Linked DNA regions of Gadus morhua: region 2 is linked to region 1. A link is a contact called in public Hi-C data. All regions are on one chromosome and are shown on one strand. The core of a region is the stretch at or near the end of the contact, and the rest is flanking DNA. Distances in the headings are between cores, read along the strand shown.

What was found. Hi-C and Micro-C count contacts between places; a contact is called where the count stands out from the background.
Region 2: a Hi-C map of blood shows a contact between it and region 1, with 10 times the contacts expected there. The contact joins the promoter of ube2wb here to the promoter of eif5a in region 1. A contact is called at or near these places in 5 of 6 Hi-C or Micro-C datasets (blood, gill, heart and 1 more).

The regions. Positions count from the first base shown.
Region 1 is chr23:23,682,541-23,685,780 of gadMor3.0, reverse strand. It overlaps eif5a (eukaryotic translation initiation factor 5A), which reads left to right and starts at 1,467. Exons shown (of 5, transcript XM_030349222.1): 1 at 1,467-1,511; 2 at 3,079-3,240. The coding sequence starts at 3,098. tnikb (TRAF2 and NCK interacting kinase b) reads left to right here. Exons shown (of 14, transcript XM_030349236.1): 14 at 1-176.
Region 2 is chr23:24,450,079-24,453,318 of gadMor3.0, reverse strand. It overlaps ube2wb (ubiquitin conjugating enzyme E2 Wb), which reads left to right and starts at 1,565. Exons shown (of 6, transcript XM_030348374.1): 1 at 1,565-1,759; 2 at 2,708-2,799. The coding sequence starts at 1,745. It overlaps LOC115536905 (elongin-C), which reads left to right. Exons shown (of 4, transcript XM_030348376.1): 4 at 1-758.

The DNA of each region.
Region 1 (3,240 bases), core at 218-2,717:
TATGTAAAGGCATTTTAGCTATATCAGCATTCATTTTACAGAAAGACAAAAAAATAATTCATGAGAAATCTTAGTTGTCTTTCTACAGCATAAAGAAAAAAATCTATAATAATTTCTAAAAACAAATGTAATGATGATGATAATGATGAAATAAATACAATGTTTTTATTGTGGTACTATTGGTATTCAGTTTTTTTTATGTACAAGACCGATGTGCGTGTGCGCGTGTGTGTGTGTTAACGTGATTATGCAGGGGTACGTCCCCATAAATATTTAGAAAACATGCATGTGTCCCCCCCCCCCCCCCTAATAAAAACATAAGAGCAGGGGACTTTTATTTTGAAAAATAGACTCACTCACCCTCTCTCACACAAACATAGACTATCTAATATTTATTTTTGACGTGAGTATATGCCATATGCACGTTTTAATTGATCGACCGAATCTTAAATATTGAAATCAATTAATCATTCCTGAGAGCCTAACTGCATTTTATCCAACATATTTTGAATTGCCATATAGTGCCTGAATTTTGTGTTATCCTTAACATAAATAAAGCAGAAATCTGCACATAAAATTGTACCAGAATGCAGGAATTGAAGTGTGTCTACACAACATGCTGCTGCTGCTGCTGAACCTAAGCTTCCTTCAACAGCGCCTTGGCCTTGCATTATAATCAGGTCCAGTCAGGTTCAACTGCCCCGGGCTATGGAGGAGAGGGGGGAGTCTCCAGGGAGCTATACTATAGCTCCCCTCAGGTACGGGGAGCTAACCTAGGTGCTGAAATGTTAAACACTGTCACTTATCGCGGTGGTGCTGAATTCCCCATGGCCATGTGTTTCTTAGGGGAAAAGGTTATTGCCAGAGAAAGAATAAACAGAATCGATATAATCAATAACCAAATAAGGAGAGCAGGCCACAGTTTTACTGTTACTAAGTAGGATCTGTAAGTAGGTTGCTGGCCATACTTTGCCTGACCAAAAAATGCCAACATATAACTGTTTTATGTGTATTTGCATTTATTGTAAATTGTCTGCTTAATTGGAGCACATTTTCTTATGTGGCCAGATTGTCACTAACAATTCCATAATGATTTCTTATGTACCTTGGACCGTCCTGCCCAATATTGGCAAGTTATCAAAGGTGTGACTCTACCTTATTTTTCAACTGTCAACAGGCAGGGTTGGGTTTTTTAAAAGTTCATCTTAACCTTTTAATTACCAATCCAGCCTGTCTGCCATGGAAAACATACCATGTCGTTTTGGTAAAGATTTTAACTATAATAGTTTAACTGAATATCTGTGTAAAAAGCACATTTTGATCTTAAATTTCATCAATAATCTCTCTTTCTTTTCTACGCTAGTATATTTAAAACCAAATCGGTTGCATGTTGTTCAAACCTGGCAACCCTTTCTGTTGATGTCTGACCGGAAGCTCAAAACGCCCCTTTCCGCCCCGCGGATGCTGCAGTAAAGTTGGTCGCGCCTGCGCTCTGTCCTCTTTTCTGGAAGGTAAGTGTGGCATGGCGCGTGTTTCCGTCTATGGGCATAGATCGAGAAGTTAACGCACTTTTAAAAGAGAAACACACGACACATTTCAACGAAAACGCGTCGCTAACCAAACCGCTCTCATTCGGGATAACGCGTCCGGAAAGAGTTTATTCGTGTGCTGCTATATCCCCGTAGATTTGAAGCGTTGGTCGGGGTGTGGATCCCGTGTTTTCGCTCCGTTTTCGCCCGTTCCTTGTTTTAATCGAGGCGGCGTGAGGCCTTCCGCGCTCGCGGACGAAGTTGCTCGTCATGCTCCCCGGGACTCGGGTCGGTAAACCCGCGCCGAGCCCCGGGCACAGACCCGGGTTTACCCACTGGTGGTAGATCGTCCCGTACGTAAACGCATCACAATGCTATGTAGCCGGTGGCTACATGGAGGCGTGCGGCGTCACGATATCAAGCGCCGTGATTAGGTCACTTTTCGCCTTTACGTTGCCCGAATTTGTAAAGCCGTTCCCGAGTCACCGGGCGTAACATCGGGCTTTCCGCCCGGCCCAATGTAAAGCCGTGTTTGTCAGGCTTGTGAATTATTCAGCGTGTATTGTGTGACAGCCACATGGGCCCCTGGAGGTCCCAGGGCGGGGACCTGGGGAGAGGTATTGGTGAGGCCCCTGTGGGTTGCTGGCCCCTCTCCTGATCAGGGCTATTTCCAGCCCAGTGGCCGGTCCACGTTTACTAACGGTGTAGCGAGGTGACGGGTCAAATAACGCATAAGGTCACAAACGACTACATGAGTTGTTTCGTGGCCGAGAGTCGGGGTCGTTTATGCATCATTGGCTCTTATGACGTGTTCGCTACGGACTGAGCCGCGCCGTATAGCCCAAACCAATCATCAGATGCACTTGTCGTGTGTCCACTGTAGAACAGATCCCTGGAAGTGACCTGTGCACTAAGATCTTTTACGGTGGACCCTACTGTTCTTCGTATGCGAACTGTTGACATTCTGCACATTCCCAGTCCCCCGTTATGTGTGTTAAAAGTAAGCAGATCCCTTAAGGGTCACGTCGAAGAGCTGATCTCAGGGATCGATGTTTAGGGAATAGTGCCAGTGAAGATCCTGCTGGCCTCAGTAAAACACACCCTTCTCTTACCCCCAGCGATTTATTGAAATGTTGCTACGCATTCAGTATTGTTAAACTGCCCGTTACCTGCCAGTAACTTCTGCCAGATCTCTTATCTGCGCCTCAGTCCTCTAGTCTGTGGGCATACGCAGTGGTGGGTAGACTCATGATCTAAACTTGATTGTTTGTGATCATTTCCGCTGCTGGTTGCAAAAGTCGTAAGCAATGTCCGCGGTGCCCTTAACACTAAATCTACTGCTTCATAGCGGTTGTGTGTTAACCGATGTGTGATATCACCTGCGATACGTCTATATCTTTTTACAGTCTATGCCCATGGTCGGGAAGGATCTCCTTATCTCAGCCAACACGTTCCTTTGTGTGTTCAGGCTGAAACAAATCATAAAATACACTGAATGACCATGTCGTGGTTAAATGTAACGTCTGTGTTTTACCCCATTGCCCTCCAGCCCCCTTGTCCAACGCACCATGGCAGAAATAGATAACTTCGATGCTGCTGATTCCGGCGCCTCCAACACCTTCCCCATCCAGTGCTCTGCCCTGCGCAAGAACGGCTACGTGGTCATGAAGGGACATCCCTGTAAGATCGTGGAGATGTCGACCTCCAAGAC
Region 2 (3,240 bases), core at 316-2,815, 770 kb before region 1:
AGGTTAATCTTATCTCGTCTCCAAATAAAGCCTTTTCTGGTGAGTGCCGGTGCTAACGCAACCTTGATAGATCTGCTGGACTTCGATTCTACATACACGGCTTCTTTGATTTCTGAAACCCATCACATGCCTCTTTAGACTGATCTCGCATAGATGCACAAATTTGGCTTTTCTTTTGTGATTGCAAGAATGGAGACGATATAATTGTCAAACTCATGCTCTATAGGTGCATGTATATGGGTTGGCTAAATGTAAGGGACTGCCATAAATATTAATCTGGAAGATTTAGTTTGTTTAGAGCCTGTTGGAAAATCACATTTTTGGCACATTAAACTGATCTGGTTGTCCCAGTGAATGGAATATCTATCCCAAAATAAAGAGGCTTTTTTCTTCATCTGGTTCTTCAAATCCTAGAAGCGTAATGAAAAGATGCTCATATAAATTTTAACTCCACTCAGACGTTGCTCTTTATTGGTGGCCTGTTGGGGTCAGGTCTCTTCTTTAATACTTTGTCGGAAGTTATTCATCTGAATGTGCTTGTAACTAGGCCTACCAGCATTCACCTTTTCAGACATAACATAAGATCAATCGGTTATTTTTTCTCACGACGGGTGATAATGCTTGATTGACTTCCGTTCAAGACTCGGTAACACATGCGCTGACGTACTCTGACCATACAAATCAAGGGCATCAACTCCACATGCAATTGTATTGATATAAACACATGCAATTGTGTTGAATAAAATGAAAAACTTGTACTACTTTGTTTATTGATATTTTTTGTTTTGTTTTATTTGGCAAAACACTTTCTTTTTTACTAATTGCACAATGGAAATTGTTTGTCCACATGAAAGTCACACCATTGCATTGCATATTTGCATGCCAAAAATGAATCTTGTAAAAAGCACAAAATAGAAATTGGTCAATACATATTTAAATTATAATAATAAATGAAACTTATATAGCGCTTAATATGGTACTCTAAGACGCTTTACATATTGCCCTATCAAAACTATGTAAGACAGACTAGGAATAAAAGAAAAACAGAGGTTAAACATGAAGAATAAGGTGGGAGTTAGGTGGGGAAGGCTAGTGTGAAAAGGTATGTTTTGAGGGCAGATTTGAAAGAAGAGAGGGTTGGAGAGACTTTGATGTGGGAGGGGAGTGAATTCCAAAGGGTGGGGGCAGCAACTGAGAAGGCCCGATCACCCCAAGTCCGTCGCTCAGTCCGTGGAACTTGTAGCAGGTTGGCAGAATTGGTGCTGGGGCTAGGCTGTTTAGGGCCTTGTAGGTGATGAGTAAGATTTTGTAGTTGATTCTGTGTTTAATAGGAAGCCAATGGAGTTCACGGAGGACAGGTGTGATGTGTTATCTGGAGCGGGTACCAGTGAGGAGGCGTGCAGCTGAGTTCTGGACATATTGAAGTTTTTTGAGGACTTTGTTGGTGGTGCCGTAGATAATTATAATATCGTAATAAGCTTATATTCCACATTTGGGTTTAGGAATACACGCGTATATATATATAGATATATTCAAAACATATCCAAAATCGCATGCGAGACGACAGAGAATCTTTAAATTAAACACAAATGATCCAGTTGGCTGGTTTGTTTTGTTCTGTCAGAATAAACAACCCGGCCCCCACTTGACAACAGTGTGACGTAATGGAGTGAAGTGACGCGGTGACGTGACGCAGTGACGTGCAGCTGGCGTCGCTGTGCCCTGATGCAGGGGGGTTTCCATCATGGCGTCGATGCAGGTAAGTCCACAGCTGACAGCGATCCTATTTATTTTAAATCACCCAGCCGATTCGATTCCCATCGCGAACGCCAAACGGACCTTCTTAACCTGCGTTCTAACGTCCACGCTTAGAAGCGATCCCGACGAAATAAGAAGGTTGTCTGGGATGTAAACCAGTGAGTTTACCCGATGGCTATGGGCTAAAAGCCTAGCATGACCACAGAACCACGGCGAGCTAATGCTACTCCCAACCTGAGGAAAGCCCTACGGTGTCTTTTACAAGGACATTTCATCATAAAGTTGTACAATAATACGCACAGGGTCGGGATTACAAGTGTTATTCATCATGGTTCGTGTCGTGGTGTGTGTCTCGTAACGTGTTATTCGACCAGTGGTGAATATTGATGTTAGCTGGTAGCACTAGAGGTTAGCCTCTGACAACACAGTGCGCAGATTGGACAACTCCAGCTTCTAGGTGAAAAGGAGCATCGATGGCTTTACTCGAAATCAGAGATGACCTGTGTCAGGGAAATGTCTCTTAGACTGTCACCCAAACAGAACATGCTGTTTTAAGGTTCATCGAATTCAAACCGATGATCTGAATGATCCTGTTCTGTAGGGAAGCTTAAGCCTCCCGACCAACATAGTCTGCTGCCTGGATCTCTGTAGGGGTGCCCTTTTAATGCGTTTAAAATAACATTACACCGAAATAACATGACATACATGTACACGCGACGATGGGTCGATGTCTCGGTAGTCGTTCCGCGCTAATGGACGTTGGAGTAGGTTTGTTTACAAAGTGGTGGTGTGGTGAACGGGGTGATCCCGAGTTCAGTGGAAGCCAGCTAGCACTTGCCTTAGGCTTGTATGTAAATAATAATTTCTGAAACTGAATTTTCTTCATTATTATTGTATGGTTAAGCATTGGAGCGTGACTTCATCTCCCATCTATGTTTGTTTTCAACAGAAAAGGCTACAAAAGGAACTATTAGCTCTGCAAAATGATCCACCTCCTGGGATGACGCTCAACGAAAAAAGCGTACAGAATACCATCACACAGTAAGTAATCCTCTGCATGTGGACAAAGCAAGCAATGGTTACCTGCACACAAGGTCCAAAATTAACTTACTGACTAAGCAATTGTTTTAATATGTAACCCTGACTTTTGAACCTGTGCCAAATAATCAAGTCTATCCCTCATTATCTGAGGCTGGGGATAATTTTGGACCCTGGATACCCAAATATTTAATATTACAATATCATGTGGGGTGCATTTAAATTGTGGGGAGTCAGCCGTAAAGATGACAATTTTGAGTTAAATAACGGGCTCCATTGTTGACGGTTTTGGATGTGTGTCCAAATATAGCAAAGTTGTGTAGTAGTAGTAGGACGATGTTTTTAATATAGATTTACTTGGACAACTTCACTTTTGAAGCCTTGACTTACGAGGAGGAATTGGGGTCATTCCAGTCATGGCCGCTCTATGCCTTCGGTGTCACT